Regions from separate parts of the Mus musculus genome. Here region 1 is linked to region 2. A link is a contact called in public Hi-C data. All regions are on one chromosome and are shown on one strand. Each heading gives the region's core, a stretch centred on a gene start, on an enhancer-like site or on the middle of the called end of the contact. The rest is flanking DNA. Distances are from core to core; before and after follow the strand shown.

Evidence for each region. Hi-C and Micro-C count contacts between places; a contact is called where the count stands out from the background.
Region 1: a Hi-C map of the N1E-115 cell line shows a contact between it and region 2, with 3 times the contacts expected there. The contact joins two enhancer-like sites. A contact is called at or near these places in 5 of 39 promoter capture datasets (cancer-associated fibroblasts, cranial neural crest, embryonic stem cells and 2 more), 2 of 484 Hi-C or Micro-C datasets (the N1E-115 cell line and embryonic stem cells), 12 of 115 datasets of contacts at active chromatin or transcription factors (craniofacial prominence, differentiating embryonic stem cells, embryonic basal ganglia and 8 more) and 2 of 9 other capture datasets (embryonic stem cells and liver).

The regions. Positions count from the first base shown.
Region 1 is chr2:174,123,304-174,131,030 of GRCm38.p6, reverse strand. Gm10714 (predicted gene 10714) reads left to right here. Exons shown (of 4, transcript NR_040530.1): 3 at 5,144-5,195; 4 at 5,339-5,993. Among named protein-coding and RNA genes, the nearest start is that of Npepl1, 17 kb to the right of the region's middle. Within about 2 kb of position 3,885, at least 99 of the 459 cell types and tissues checked have an H3K27ac peak or open chromatin away from gene starts, as enhancers often do. A contact at or near this core is called in the N1E-115 cell line, where this site is marked.
Region 2 is chr2:173,562,507-173,569,875 of GRCm38.p6, reverse strand. Ankrd60 (ankyrin repeat domain 60) reads left to right here. Exons shown (of 4, transcript NM_027303.2): 4 at 800-1,218. The coding sequence ends at 1,107. Among named protein-coding and RNA genes, the nearest start is that of Ankrd60, 12 kb to the left of the region's middle. Within about 2 kb of position 5,140, at least 26 of the 459 cell types and tissues checked have an H3K27ac peak or open chromatin away from gene starts, as enhancers often do. A contact at or near this core is called in the N1E-115 cell line, where this site is marked.

The sequences.
Region 1 (7,727 bases), core at 2,636-5,135, 560 kb before region 2:
ATGGAACTGTGATGTCTCCCAGCACAGATGGATATGATGTCTTCCTTTGGGGGTCTCAAGGAACCATGTGTGGCTGTCTTGTTTGGAGTTCCCAGGGCCGAGTGAAGGCTGGCTGAGGAAGGAGATCGGAGGGACAGAGGTGGGTCATCAGCTGGGAAGGAAGAGGCTGAGACCCACTCCCCGGCCTCCGTCCCTTGGGATCTGGGCTTTTGCACCCCCACGTCAGTGATGTATTTCTGACATTTAAACATTTGGCCAGTGTGTAATGGATATCTAGCATATGGTGAAGGAAGCCACAAGAACACTGGCCAAATGCTCAGCCATGCCCTGAGGGAGTCCTGGAAACATCCCTCCTGGCTCAGATAGAGCCTTGGCTGAAAGGGTGTCCTATCTAGACCATCTACTGTGGGTGGGAAAATGAAAAGGGTGTCTTGTGACAGAGAACACCCCAACAGATCACCAAACATGCTACATAAATGAAAGATTCAGGGAAACTCCTAGTCCCGGAGCTACTGAGATGACTGAGTTGGTCGGAGTTCTGCTAGCCTCAAAGCTACTGTTCACAGACCAGCCTAACTCCCTGGCCAGGGTGCCCAGGAACCATCCATACTGCTAAGTGCTTATTTACCCCTTGTGTGTGTGTGTGTGTGTGTGTGTGTGTGTGTGTTCGTGTTTGTGACATGTTCAGGGGTGTGTGCCCATGTATACATGTGGAAACCAGAGGTCAACCTCAGATTTTATGTCTCTGGAGCTATCTTTTTCTCCCCCTGTTTTTTGCTGTTTTGTTTTGTTTTTGAGACAGGATCTCTCACTGGCCCAGGCCTTGCAGTTTAGGCTGGGGTCCAAGAATTCCTCTTCTCCCCATCTGCAAGAACTGAAATGGAAAGCTCACATCACTTTCAGCTGGTTTTTTATGTGAACTCCGGGGATCTAACTCAGGTCTTCATGATTGTGTGGCAAGCCATCTCCCACAAAAAAAAAAAAATGTATTGTTTTTATTCTGGCAAATATATATACAACATAAAATTTGCCATCTTCCCCAGTTTTAACTGTATGAGTTTTGAGAGAATTCACCCTGTGCAAGCCTCCGGACCACCCACCTCCAGAGCTACACTGATTCTGTTGAACTTAAACTCTCTCCCCATCAAACTAACTCTCCTACCTTCTCTCCCTCAGCCCTGTAATACTCTAGTTTCACCACTGAGTCTGGGGACCCCTGTGACTGGCTTATTTTCCACAACAGAGCAGCATCAAGATTCATCCAAGTTGTGGCTTGGGTCTGGGTTGCCCTCTCTCGGGTCCACTTCACACGCACCGTACACATTTGCATCCCTCCCTCATCTCTCCATACCCGCTGTAATTGAGTGTGTGGTGAGAGCTATCATGTTAGCTACAACCATGGGCCTACACACCTAGCTCTGAAAACTTTCCTTGGCTTCTCAGAAGACGTGCTCAGTAGAAGAACTGCTGTGTCATGGGGTAATTGTCCTTGAACTTTTGGGAGAGCAGCAGGCTGTATCCCTAGCGCTCACGCCATGCGACATACCAGCCCCGCGTGACAGCTCCAATTTCCCTCCAGCCTCATCAACATTGATTATCTTCTGGGTTCCTTGCATAGCAGCCACCCTAATGGGTGCGAGGTTGTAGCTCGCTGTAATTTTGTCTCGCATTTTTCTAACCATTAGCCACGTTGAACATCTTTTCATGTGCTCATTAGCCGTTTGTGTATCTTCTTAGGAAAAATGTCTATTCAACTCCTTCGCCTATTTTTGAATTAGGCTGTTTTCTGTTGTTGCTATTTGGTGGGAGCTTTGTTGTCCTTGCTGCTGCTTTTGAGATGAGCTCGCACTGTGTAGCCCAGCCTGGCCCCCAGCTCACGACTCTCCCACCTCAGTATCCAAAGTAGCTTGAATTACAGGTGCCTGCCATTGTGCCACCTAAATTGGTCTGTCTCGCTTTGGGAGAATGAGGTGGAGGAAATGAGCCAGGGCTTTGTGTCTGCTAGACAACGCTCTGCTACATAATTTTGAGTTATAGGTGTTTATGTATTCTGGGTCAGACCCTTATTAGATATGTAATTTACAAATGTTTTCTCCTTTTTACTCTGTTAATAGTGTTTTTTGATGTGTTTATATACAGGGAGGGGGTATACATTGCTCATGTATACCTGTGGGGAGGTACGTGTGTGGCTACCTGTGTGTGTTATATGCATGTGTAAATGTGGGTATGTATGTGTGTGGTATGTGTGTGTGAGTATGTGTGTGTATGTGTGTGTATATAGGAGAAAAGTGGACATTGGGTGTGTTTCTCTGTTGTTCTCCATCATATTTTTGGAGAGAGACAGAGTCTCTCACTGAGCCCAGAATCACTAGTTGAGCATCATGAACAGGTCATCAAGCCCCAGGGATCTGTCCGTCTGTCTGTCCTAGACTCCTGATGCTGGACTTTGCCTGCATGTTCAGCTGGATCCGTATGTGTATGGGGAACTGAGGACGGGTCTGGGCCTCACACTTGCACATCAAGCACTTCGCTGTCTGAGCCACAGTCTCCACCATCCTCATCCTTTTTGATGCACAACATTTTAGAATTTTCACCAATCCCAACTTTCTTCTTTGTGTTCTTCCATTGCCAGAGCTATCAAGGTCATGTCCTAGACGTCATTGTCACATGCAACGCCATGGAGCTTATGTGTGTTACTGGTGCAGAACCTGAGGCTCAGCACCCAGGCCACATGCAGAGCCTCCTGGGTATACACTCACTGTCGAGTGCCTTGGAAAGTGCCATCTCTCTGACCACACAGAGTGTGGTGCATTGTGTGGGGGTGGGAACAAAGGACAGAGGGTCTTAGAGGACCAGAGAGCTCTTTCAGTGCACAGGCTATGCCAGGCCAGATGACCCTTACTCTGCATACAAGCACCAATCATCTGTGGACTTGGGCCTCTGTAGATGCTATACAGGACAAGATCATAGCAGCTGTCTAGCAAGCAGCAAACTGCTGGTGACATATTAGCTATTCTTGTGATGGCCCATGGTTGGAATAGATGCTAGCCTCTAAGGTCAGCCTTAGGACTTTGATTTCCACCAAGCAGGCTCCCCGGGCACCACACACAGCCTTCTCCAGCCTCCAGCAAGGCAGCTGAGGCTTCTCATAACAGTTGATTTCTAAGGTTCAGGGTGGGAAGACACTCCCAAGAGAGGGGTCTGTGCTTAAGGGAGTTTACTTGCAGGTGATGTTGGATCAATGTGGGTGAATGAAGAAGCTAGCTTTATGCCGTTGGTATACTGATGTCATACTGGACTTGGCGTGGGCATGAATCTCAGAGACTCATCCAGCGCATGACAGGAAAGAAGACAAACAAGTAAAGGTGCGTGGGGTGGAAGAAGGAAGGTCCCCCCACCCCCCAGAGCAGGCCAGGGCCAGCCAACAAGAACAGAGGCTTCTGGCTGGAGGCACCTTTTGTTCTGACTGCAGACCGGGAACGAGAACCAGGCTTCTGAACCTTTTAAGCTTGGGAGGGTGATTTCGTTTTCCTGCTGCATCCTCCTCCCTGGATTGATCTCAGAAACCCTCAGGACCACAGCAGGCCCCAAAGAAAGCCAAAATGGCCTCTGGATTAGACACGGATATGGACAGGTCTTCTCCTCAAAGGAGTGTTAGTTTATCTCTTGTCTTCCCCTCCAGCCCCCCTCAGCCGAGGCTGTATCTGGGGGTGGAGACTGGGTTTGGGGGGACCAACCTGGAGACAGCCCCCCCCCCCCCCCCCCCCGCCCGCCCGCTCTGAATCCTGAGTAGGAGCTTCACAGCGGGACCTGTAGCTAAGCCCAGTGTGGGGGCGGGGTGTGGAGTGAGCCAGCTGCAGCGCTTGTCTTCCGGCAGAGCTCACAGGATGACAGTACCCCACATGTGCGTGGGGTTGGTACTTTTCCAAGGGCTTTTAAATGCATTATCTTGTTGGAGGCGCATTTGAGGCAAGGACTCGGAACAGACTGGAAAACAACTAATTTACTGAGTCCTGAATGGAGAGGAAGCTGAATACAGCCTGTATTTTTGCTGAATCTCAAACCAAAACAACCTTTTGTTAAAGAACAAACAAATAAACAAAAATGTTGAACACTAATTCACCAGGGAACATCCGCCTGAGCAGGAGCTTCAGGCAGAGTCACAGCAGAAAATTCAACAGGCATTTACTGGGCACTGAGGGACCTGCTGGGATCAGAGGCCCGGGGAGGGGTGGGCACTGCAGCATGTCCTTGCGGCAAAGAACAACCTTCCCGGAAACCCTCCAGCCGGGAACTCACGGGAGATGCTGGAGGGAGGGGCTTGGTGCTTGATGCTCTAGGTGTGGGGCTCTGAGCAGAGGCCGAGGGGCAGGCTGGGGTGGAGGAGGGCGATGTGCCTGAACAGGGTGTCCCCTTGGGAAGGGCCTGGATGAGGAGGTTTGGGAACTCGTGTCAGCAGCCTCTGATGGAGTCATACCTAGAAGCAAACCGCAGTGTGTGTGTGAGTGTGTTGGGGGTGTCTCCTGGCACCCAACACCCTCTGTAGAAATAGCTCTCACTTGGTTCCCCCCCCCTTCTTGTTTCTTTGTTTTTGTTTGTTTTGTTTGAGGCAGGATTTCCTCTGTATAGCCCTCCCTAGCCGTTCTGGAACTTGCTCAGTAGACTAGGGTTGCCTCAAACTCAGAGGTCTGCCTGCCTCTGCCTCCCAAGTGCTGGGATTAAAGGCGTGCAGCATCAGCGCCTGGCAACCTGGTTCCCTTCTTCTAAGAAAAATGTTTGTATATATTTGTATGTGTGTATACATACAAACATATGCATATATGTGTGTATATGTGCATATGAATTCACATGTGTACGTGTGTGGTGGTGGGGATAAAGATATGTATATATTTGTATGTGTTTACATGTAGATGCCAGATATCTGGAGTCTTTCCTGAGTTGCTTCTTACCTTAATTTGTTAGACAATGATTTGCTAGACAGGCTGACCAGCAAGCTCCAAGAATCTTCATGTCTCTATCTCCCAAATGCTGGGATTAAAGGCACATACTGCTGTGTCTGCCTTTTACCTGGCTTCTCTCTATCTAAACTCAGGTCCTCATGATTGCACGGCAAGTACTTTACTGAATGAGTTCTCTCTTCCAGCTCTTCCATCTCAATGGGCTTCAGAGGCCACTTCAGCACCCATAAGGGTCAGGTAAGCAGACTTCTTCCTAAAACACCCATCATGTCTTGTAAGGGGTTACTCCCCTGTTGCAGTCACTTAGCACTGCGCGGTCTAAGATCTGGGTAGCAAAGATGGAGATCTGACACTGACTTTTCCTTGTTTCTTCCATCCAGTTTGGATCTAGCTTTGACTGGATCTGTCCTCTGGGGATATTGTGTTGGAGGTGCAGCCACACTCTGTGCAGCCACGCTTAGAGGTGGTATTACGGAAAGGTGGTGGCTGGGTCGACAGGAAGAGTCTTTGTGAGGGATTATGTATACTTTGGGGATGTCTGTGGGCAACTGCCTTAAGTTAAATGATAGGGGAAACCACAGCCTACTGTGGGTGGTGTCATTCCCTAAGCAGGGCATCCTGAACTGTGAGGAGTTGAATCACTGAGATGAACACCGGCATGCGTTCACGCATTTCTCCCCACTTATAACTCTCCACAGTGATGGACAGTAGCCAGGAATTCTAAGCTAAATCCTCTCTCTCTCCTTAGCCGCTCTTCCTCACGGGGTTTTAGTCACAGAAGTGGAACTAGATAGCGCTGACTTTGCCGGTGGATTAAGCCACTGAGGAGTTCATGCTGAAACTGGGTGGTGAAAGCTGACAGCCAAAGCAGTTCTTGACATTTCTTCTCTGACTCCCAGCTACCACGAGGTGAGCAGCCTTGACAGCTACCTGCTCCTACCAGCTGCCTTCTGTAGCAGGTCAATGCCTTCATACAAACCGTGGATGGAGCCCTCTGAAACCATGAGTGAAAATAAAAGGTTTCCCTTCCTGTTGATTTTCCTGGGGATTTGTCAGTGTAAAAAAAGCTGATTGATGCCCGTTTGCTGGCACAGAGAGAACTGATTTGGGGGAGTGTCTTCTTGGGTTTTGGGGACTTGAATGGGGTACCGTTATGGCTGTTGCCCATACCCAGCTCAATCAGCCCACTCCTTCAGGCTGCAATGTGGAGACCAGCTGACTTTTCTCCTGCAAGGCTGAAGTGCTCAGGCCTAGGGCTATGAGGACAAACCAGGCACTGGGTGACTGGAGGCACAGGAGTGACCAGAGAAGGTGAGCTTGGGTGAGACACTCCCGGCCATAAAACAACATGGCTCCCACACCTACCTTGTGCTTCTAAGCAGATTCAGGCCACTTTCAGTGTTCCCCGAAAGGCCAAAGGTGTATGTTTCTATGTTCCCTTAGCATGGGTGCATGGGTTCTTAACGATGGTCCTGTCTAGGGCTCCTTATGTTAATACAGAGAGTAGGTCTTCCTTCTGTGCTCTCCAAGTCAGGGGGAAGCTGGGCAGCTCCTAGCATGGAAGCTGAAGGTTCTGCTCCTCCTTGGGCATGCCAGGTGGTCACCCACTGTGGTCATGGTGAGGATGACCACAGCCTAGCTCACTCAGAATCAATCCTGCCTAGGAAATGGTGCCGCCCACGGTGGGCTGTGTCTTCCCCACAAAATTGAACTTAAGAGAATGCATCAAATACATGCCTATAGGCCGACTCAGTGTAGACAATCCCTCGTTGAGATCCTTCCTGGGTGATTCTAGGTTATGTCAAGTTGACAGTTAAAATGGACATCGTCTTCATGATGATAGTGGTCCAGTTGCCTCTGCACACCTTCCTCATATACTGGGCAAGCCACATTTCTGTGCAGTTCTCCAGAGCCTAGGCTGACCTGACTCTAAGACTGTTCATCTGCCACAATAGAGGTCTTGCAACCCTGTGACTCCTGCTGGGACTCCAGCAGAGCTTGGGGAAGCAGTTGTACCCTTAAGCCCTTTGACCTTTGGAAAGCGAACCTTTGGCTCACCCCCAGAAGCCCCAACACTGGGCATGCCAGCCAGGCCCTGCGGCTGCAGCTGATCCCCAGCTGGGTCCCTACCGCTGTGGCTGCCTTTGTACTCATACAAGGGAGACTCAGTTCCCCTGATGCTCTGTGACCCCTGTTTCCTGTGTCCACATGGGCACAGCTCCCTGGCATGGGGTGGGATGGGGATGGTGCCAGCTGCCCTAGAGAATGAACCAGACCACCTTGGTGACACTTCCCTCCTCTGGGGTGTCTCAGGGAGGTGTTGAGAGCTGCTACTGCAAGCAATTAAGTGGACTAATGACCCATGGAGGCCCCTGCCCTCCAGCATGGCCATGCCTCCCCGTACACAGAAGCCCACAGCTCCCCAGTCATTTGGCCACTGCCCATAACAGCTATTGACTGTCAAGCAAGGTTTCTCAGATAGGGCTAGAACCTAAGAGTTGACTTTGACTTTTCGGGCCTGCCTGGAGTTATGTACAAAGTAGACGATTATTAAACATTTGCATGGTATCAGACCAGAAACAGATACCTTCTTTCCAGGGCTGGAGAGAAGTGGAATCCAGGGGTTGGGGTGGGGTGGGAGTGGGAGTGGGGGCTTAGGCTGAGGTTTGTCGGTGAACTGGCACAGCATTTCAGGGCACGCAGTCTGCACATCTGCAGGCAGGCCCTTGCCTTGCTACCCATTACAGAAGGTGTAGGAAGCGACTCCCT
Region 2 (7,369 bases), core at 3,891-6,390:
CAGTTCCACAAGTCCATGCTGGACCCCTATCATTAGCCCATCTGTCTGCAGAAGGCAGCAGGAGTCCAGGTCTGTCCACTCTCAGACTGCCATTTCCTGTTACCTCCCCAGTACCTGCAGTTGCATTCCAAGGATAAAAGCAGCAGTGCCCAGACCATGTGTGTTTCTGTCCTCATGGATCTTAGGCGGGAAAGCCCTCCAGTGGTTACAAATGTTTAATCCCATAGCCTGTCGCATATGGGATGCGTTCAGCGCAGTCCCTACTGAACTTTTATGGGGAGAGGTCGGGGTTGTAGAGTGGAAGAATGAAGGAAGTCACTGACACCCTAAAAGGGGAGAAATGCAAAAGTGTAGTACATAACCAGAAGAGCATGTGCAAAGGGCCTGTGGCACAGTGCAGACTGCTGGGAGCTCAGGAGCTACCTGGAGCTGGTGCTTCAGAAGCAAAGGTAATCAGTAGAAAGCTCAAGGGAGGGGTGGAAACAATGTTGCAACGAGATGAGCAGATGTGGTGAGGTGGGCAGACAAATCCATCAGAGTGCTCCCCAGGCAGCAAGATGCAGGGATGTGCTTGGAACAGGAGACTGGAATGTGCTGTTTACTGGTTGCTCCCTGGGACCAGGCTCAATGGGAGGGGTGAAGAGCTTAGTGAGGCCACCATGTCCCTGGGAGCAGCACCAACCCTCCATCAGATTCCTGCCACAACCCCAGTCCCTTTCTTGTTGTACCTTAGTGTCACACGGGTGGGACTCCTGGCTAGGAGAACAGACCACTCCAGCTGGTCTTTTTAATCTCACAGGAGCAAACTGCCTGGCCAAATCACCCCTGGGCAGGACGCCCCTGCACGTGGTCGCAGCCATGGGCAGGACAGACTGCGTCCAGCCCTTACTGGAACATGGTGCCTCCATCCATGACAGAGACTTGAAGAGCGACACGCCCATCACCATTGCGCGGCGCCTGAAGCGAGGACATTTAGAGCACAAGATGTTCCTTCTCTACTGGATGGTCAAGTCGGGGTCCCGGGACCCGGACTTGGTAGGGAGGAAAGCTTTGGAGAAATCCAGCCCTGGGATGGCGACCAGGAGGAGCACAATATTAATCTCCTGAGTACATTTGCCCATCACAAGACTCTGGGACGACCTTACATCCCCCCCCACTGCCTCCCCCCCCCCATGGCACTCACTAGGGAACAGAAAGAAGGGACAGATCCAAATCAGACGCCAAGTTGATTGTCCTCTTACTAGCGTCTCCGGAAGGGTGTAATGGAGCAGGTGAGTTCATCTCTTTTGTAATCCATTCTGTCCCCCACCACGCTGACAATGCCGGCCTTTAATTTTAAACTCTTTGTACATTGGTGCCCAATCACACCGTTTGGGGTGATGATAGCCAATTATCCCTCCCTCCCGAGGCCCTCTAACGCACCAGCATAATGGGAGTAATAACAGGAATGGTAATAGCGCTCCTGCGACTGGCACAGAATGAGCACTGCCTACGTCAGGAGGTCATGAGCAGCGTAGGTTGCGAATTTGTTTGTCAAACCCATGCAGCTGACCACTTCCGTGGCCAGGGATGGGACACAGTGTAGGCTGAGCTAGCCCTGGGATCAAGAGGGAAGCCGAGAGTGTGTCTTGTGGGCCTCCAAACATAGTCTCCCAAGGGGTTCATTTCTTATCTGTGTGGGAAGGAGTCATGTGGCCTTCAGTGGGAAGAAAACAGCACAGGAGACAGAAAAGAGAGAGAGGCTGGCACCCTCTTCCTGCGGTCCCAACCCAGTGTCCCCACAGCCTTCACGCTCCCTTCCCACTGTCTCCAGCACCGTCTCTCCCTGGGAGCCATTCATTGGCCCCAGGCACTCTGCCTGGCATGAGGACCCATACATTTGGGGACAAGCACTCCATTTCTCCAATCCAGTTAGACACTTGAGTAGACATCCAGCATCCTCAAGCCTTCGGTGGTGACATTTCTTCAGTCTGGAGCAAGATCACTTGGACATGCACTCCTGGGCTCTGGGCTCTGAGGACACTTCAATTAGAGACAAGCGTTGGGCCTCAGACTACACCGCAGCCCCTGTCATGGGGGGGTCGGTGAACCAAGTGCAGAAAGCAAGCAGGGAAACGGAGGCTGGGGCCCAGTGCCTGGAAAAGAGTACAGGGAGCCAACACCAACAGAAAGGCGGGCCAGAGATTGTTCTAGAATGTTCTGGAGTGAAAACCTGACTTTCATGAGAGTTTCACTCTTGGTTTTGAAAGATGGCCTTGAAATTCTGAAGAAGTAGGGAGGTATGCAGGCACACGGGGGTGGGGGCAGGGCGGGTAGGGGTCACGGGGAGACAGCTGCTCAGCTGTTTGTTAGGTTGGGATGTGCTCGAAGGAGCCTGAGCCCCATTAGGATGGCTTGCAGTTGTAGGACTGTAGTGCAGGGAAGGGCCACAGGCCTCATGGTGGCATGACATCTGCCTTGTCACTCCCGTTGGGCCATATGTTTCCCTGGAGCCCCAAACCCTGACCCAAGTCCTGGAACATGTCAAAGGTCTCCTGACAACTCATCAGGTCGCCTTGGGTGGGGCTGACCTGATAAGGTCATCAGGTCATCAGGTGAGAGGCATGGCACCCTGGCTGCCCTTCCAATTTCCCAACAATAAGACCTTGCTTTAAAATTAATGGTCTGCGTTTCCTGGTGTCACAGCGAGTAAGACCTTTGTTGACAATGGTCTTACACCAGCCGACGTGGCTGTACCCAGGCTCAGCCTTCTGTTTGACAAATAGAGAATCAGGAAAGCTCATCTCAGCCTCGGGATGTCAAGCTGAGAGCTTATTTTTGGCAGGCATGCTCCAAAGTCAATAGGCAGATATTAAAACAACCCCAATCCATCGGGTCGGGTCACTTAGCTAATGAGGTGTGCGGAGGTGAGGTGACTTATGGGTAGCCTTTTAACTTAACAAGTGGAGTCCCTCCAAGTCCAGTGTTTGCCAGGAGCTTGCTAAGCAGTCTTTGTTATTGGAAGGGCCAACCGCCTGGCAGGAGGACCCACACATTTGGGGAACAAGCACTCCACTTCCCTCAATTCAATTAGACACTTGGCTAGATATCTAGCAGCATCAAGCCTTCTCTGGTGACATTTTCTTCAGTCCAGGACAGGACCACTTGGACACATGCCTAGGCTCTGAGGATACTCCATTAGAGACAAGCTTGTCTTGGGCCTTGTCTTGGGCCTTAGGATACAGCTTGGGTGTGTGTGTGTGGGGGGGGGGCTTTCCTAGCATGAACAGGGCCCTGGATCCAGTTCCCAGCACTGTGAACACATAATGTGCAACACCCCCCCAACCCCTGTAACACACACACTATCATATCACATAGAAACAAGCCCATGTCACGAGCTGTACATGTCAACATCTCCGTGATCTGCCATTGGCTGACAGAATGTTACATCTGGAGCTGCTTCCCCCATGCTCGTCCTATCGTTCATGCTTCAGGGGACATCAAAGGAGCATCAGGGGAGGGGTCATTGACATTGTTTCCACAGGAGTGGAAATACCTCGATGGCCCACGCCCTGGAGCAGATCTGGAATGTGGAGGGTGGTCTGCTACATCCTGGGAACAATGTGTGTATGGGGAGGACACTGGTTCCCTTATGTCTGTGCCCTCACTGGGCTGGCCTTCCGGTCATCAGGGACCTCACTTGTGTGGAGTTGGAGTCATAGAGAAGGAGCTATCGCAGCCCTCCAGGCTCATGTCTCCGGGCCGGTCTTCACTTCTCTGAGGCAAGGATTCCTTGTAGAGGGTAGAGGAAGGTCCTTCCTACAACAGGTCCCTGAGGTTGCTGGACACACTGGAGAACACCGTTCCCCCCACCCCCCAAAAAAATGCTGTTTGAGATGTTGCCTGGGAGCCCCGCGGAAGCTCTGGGAAAGGTGGTTGAGGAAAGAGACGGAAAAAAAAAACTCACTTGATGTCTTTTCTGAGCTCTCTCTGCTTCTGGCCACTGAACTCTGATGAGCAGTCCTTGGTCCTTAGTGCCCTGGGACGTGTTATGGTGTGCCCTTGAGGACCTTAGAGGGGACATAGAAATGATCTTATCTCTTCATCCCAGCCAGAGACATAGCTCACCGGTAAAGCCCCATGGCATCCTGGGAAGAGTTCTGGAAAGCCAGCCCGGCAGGATGACAAAGCAAAAATGATGGTTTGCACTGCACCGAGCTCCCGTTTGCCTTGGCTATAGGGTTTCTCAAAGTCAGTGCTCAGTGACCAGCGTATCCTTTCCCCTTCCCCCACCCCCGGAATGAGTCTCTACTCTCTCCCCCTCATCTGCCCTGCAGAGGTCACTGTAGCTGGCCTCTGTCACAGGAGCCAGTGCAATGGAAAACTTAAGACCAGCAACATAAGCTCTAGTCTAGAGCTCTCAGCCTGTGAGGCTAACTCAGGACTGAGATGGTGGGCCTATGGGCCTATTCTCCTGGCGCTTCAGCCTCGGTGCCACCCCCACCCCCCTCAAGTGTCATCAGCAGGAAGTAGAGCTGTCTCCGCGCACCTGAGTCTTTTGCTCTCCCTGGATTGCCTGTCTGTCCCCACTCTATGATCACTAGCTCAGGGTTTCCAGAATGTGGGAAAAAGTGTCTCTGTCTCTGTCTGTCTCTCTGTCTCTGTCTCTCTCTCTCTGCCCTGCATGGGGTTACTCTCAACACCACGTGCCGAAAGCTGAACTTGGGCCCTCTACAAAAGCAGCCAGTGCACTTAACCACTGAGCCGCGTCTCCAGGTGCCCCGCTGGGTTTCTTTATGTGGGTTCTGGGGCTCAGACTCAGGTCCTCATGCTTGCACAGCAAGCGTTACTGATGGAACCGACCCTCACCCCCACCCCGCCCCAAGCCGTCCTCCCCATCAGCTGTGCAACCTCAGAACCAATGGCCATCTCCTGAGACCCTCGGCTCCCCTCTACCCATCTCATCAGCAGGTTTTGCCCTTCTGCACAGCCAGTCCTGTTGGCAGAAGAAACAGCCCAGGGGAATTGCCTACCACAGCAACTCCTTGGTGAGCAGGAAGGAGGGCAGTTCTGTGGTCGGCTACACATGCTTTAGAGACTCCCTCTGCCCCTAGATATGTGGCATTAGACCAACCAGGGGCAGCTCTTGGGGTCTCAGCTGCCTCATGTGGCGCGTTCGGGGTAGTAAAACCTGCCCCTGTTGCCACCAGAGAGATGGAATGCCTGGCTCGAAGCAGACACTTGAAAAATGGCAGGCATTATTCGTATTATTATACCACCAACACTTAATTTGCTTAAAATGTTTACTCTCTGAGAATCGATCCCCTCCCGGATTCCAGAGAGGCTCATAAATTCTCAGCAAACCTTATACAATAAGAGTCTCCATCCAGAACTAATAATTCCCAAAGTGGGAGATTAATAATTTCCCGTAAACTTGCTGGTCTGGACATTAAGTGGTGGAAGGCTTTCTCAGCAACTCATAGAGCGCCCCCAGGCCAGAGCCGCTGCAGAGGAACAACAGGCTCTCAGGCAGAGGAAAATTCCAGTCTTCAGGCCCTGCCCCTGCACTGCGCATTGAATACAGAGGCAGCCAGTGGAGGGCACAGAAACCCATTAACATTTGGCAAAACACCGGGGTTTGTGTTCTGCGGAAATGTCAGGGATGCTGCTATATGCGTCACTTGAAAATTCAAGAGTGGAGCTCAATTTGGGGGGCTCGAGGGTGGCATTTCTGCCTGAGTCCTGGAACTTTCTGCAGAGCGGGCACAGGGGACATGTACATTGGCCAGGGGGACACGTGTATAGCCCTCACGACATCCGGAAAGGGGTCTGTCCTCCATCACTCTAGGAGTACACATCTGGCCACGGAACAAGAAAGCCCAGTGTCCCATCTGCCCCAGGAAATCACGTCCTGTGTTCCCACAGCATCATCCTTGACTTGTTTGGTTGCTATATGTTCTAAATTTAAAACGGAAAAAATTAAAAAATACCAATAACATCTGGGGCTCCAGAGTGCATGTGTGTGTGTGCCTGGGAAATGTCACAGGGATGTTTAGAGAATTCCATATCCTTGCAAGGTTATAACTCACCATTTCCTGTCCAAATCCCAGTCTAGACCCAGCTCCCCAGCTTTGTGGAAGTCCCAGAGCATAAGATGTTTATATATGTTGAAACCGCAGGCCTGGATGATAAGGCCTTGAGTATCCCTTGTGCCCAGCACGGGGTATGTTGGGGGGCATAGTTTGCAGCTTTTGAAAGACCATACAGGGTTGGAGGGATGTGATTAAGGGTGTTAGCAGTCCTTATAGAAGGCCAGGATTCATTTTCCAGCTCAAACCTACCTGTAACTTCAGCTCCAGACCCCCTCTTCTGGACTCTGTGGTCACTGCATGCATATTCCGTAGATGTATGCAGACAGTACGTAAACACACACAAAGGCATACATGCATGCACATACACGTTCAGGGACACACGCACACACGTGTTTTTATTTAAAAAATCATTTGAGGGTCTTGGGATGTAGCTTAGTTGACTGTGTAATACCTGTGAGGCCCTAGGTTCAATTCCCAGCCTTCCAAAAACTGGGTGTGGATGTCAGCTGGAATTCGAAGTTCAAGGACATCCTCAGTTACACGGTGAGCTCTAGGTCATCTTGGGCTACATGAGACCCTGGTGGGTTTTTTGTTTGCTTGTTTGTTTTTAAAAAAAGACTTGATCTTGTCTTGTATACTGTAAGTACAAGCCAAGGGACTGCCCGGGATGTGGCCCTAAGGGTTGGAAATATTTACTTGATCCCCAAGTTATAACTGTCAAGAGACACCCTGTGTATGTTTGTCCATGTAGATTTAGGCATAAAGAATGATGTTAAAGAGGCTGAGGCCCTGGGTCCATCCACACTGTATTGGGGATCAAGTTTGATTCCCAGAAACCAAGCAAAAAGCCAGATTGGTGGAGACTGAATCCCTCGGGGTCTGTTGGCCAGCCATTCCAGCCTATTGGAGACTGGACCCCTGGGGGTCTGTGGGCCAGCCATTCCAGCCTACTTGTAGTAGGCTAGTGAGAGCTCCTGCTTCAAGTAACAAGGAGGATGGAGCCTGAGGAGAGGCACTGCTGTGGACATTTGCCCTCCACAGATGTGTGTGTGTGTGTCTGTGTGTACACATGCATACATATACACCTTACACATGTTTGCACACAGAAGGACACACTTGCACATATGAATACACATGCACACACACATATGTGCACACATGCATGTACACTTATACATGCATAGGAGTGCACACAAGCACAAATATACACACAATGCACACAGACACATACCCACACATGCACATGAGCACACACAAATGCATATGCTCACATACACACAAAATAGTCACACAATATA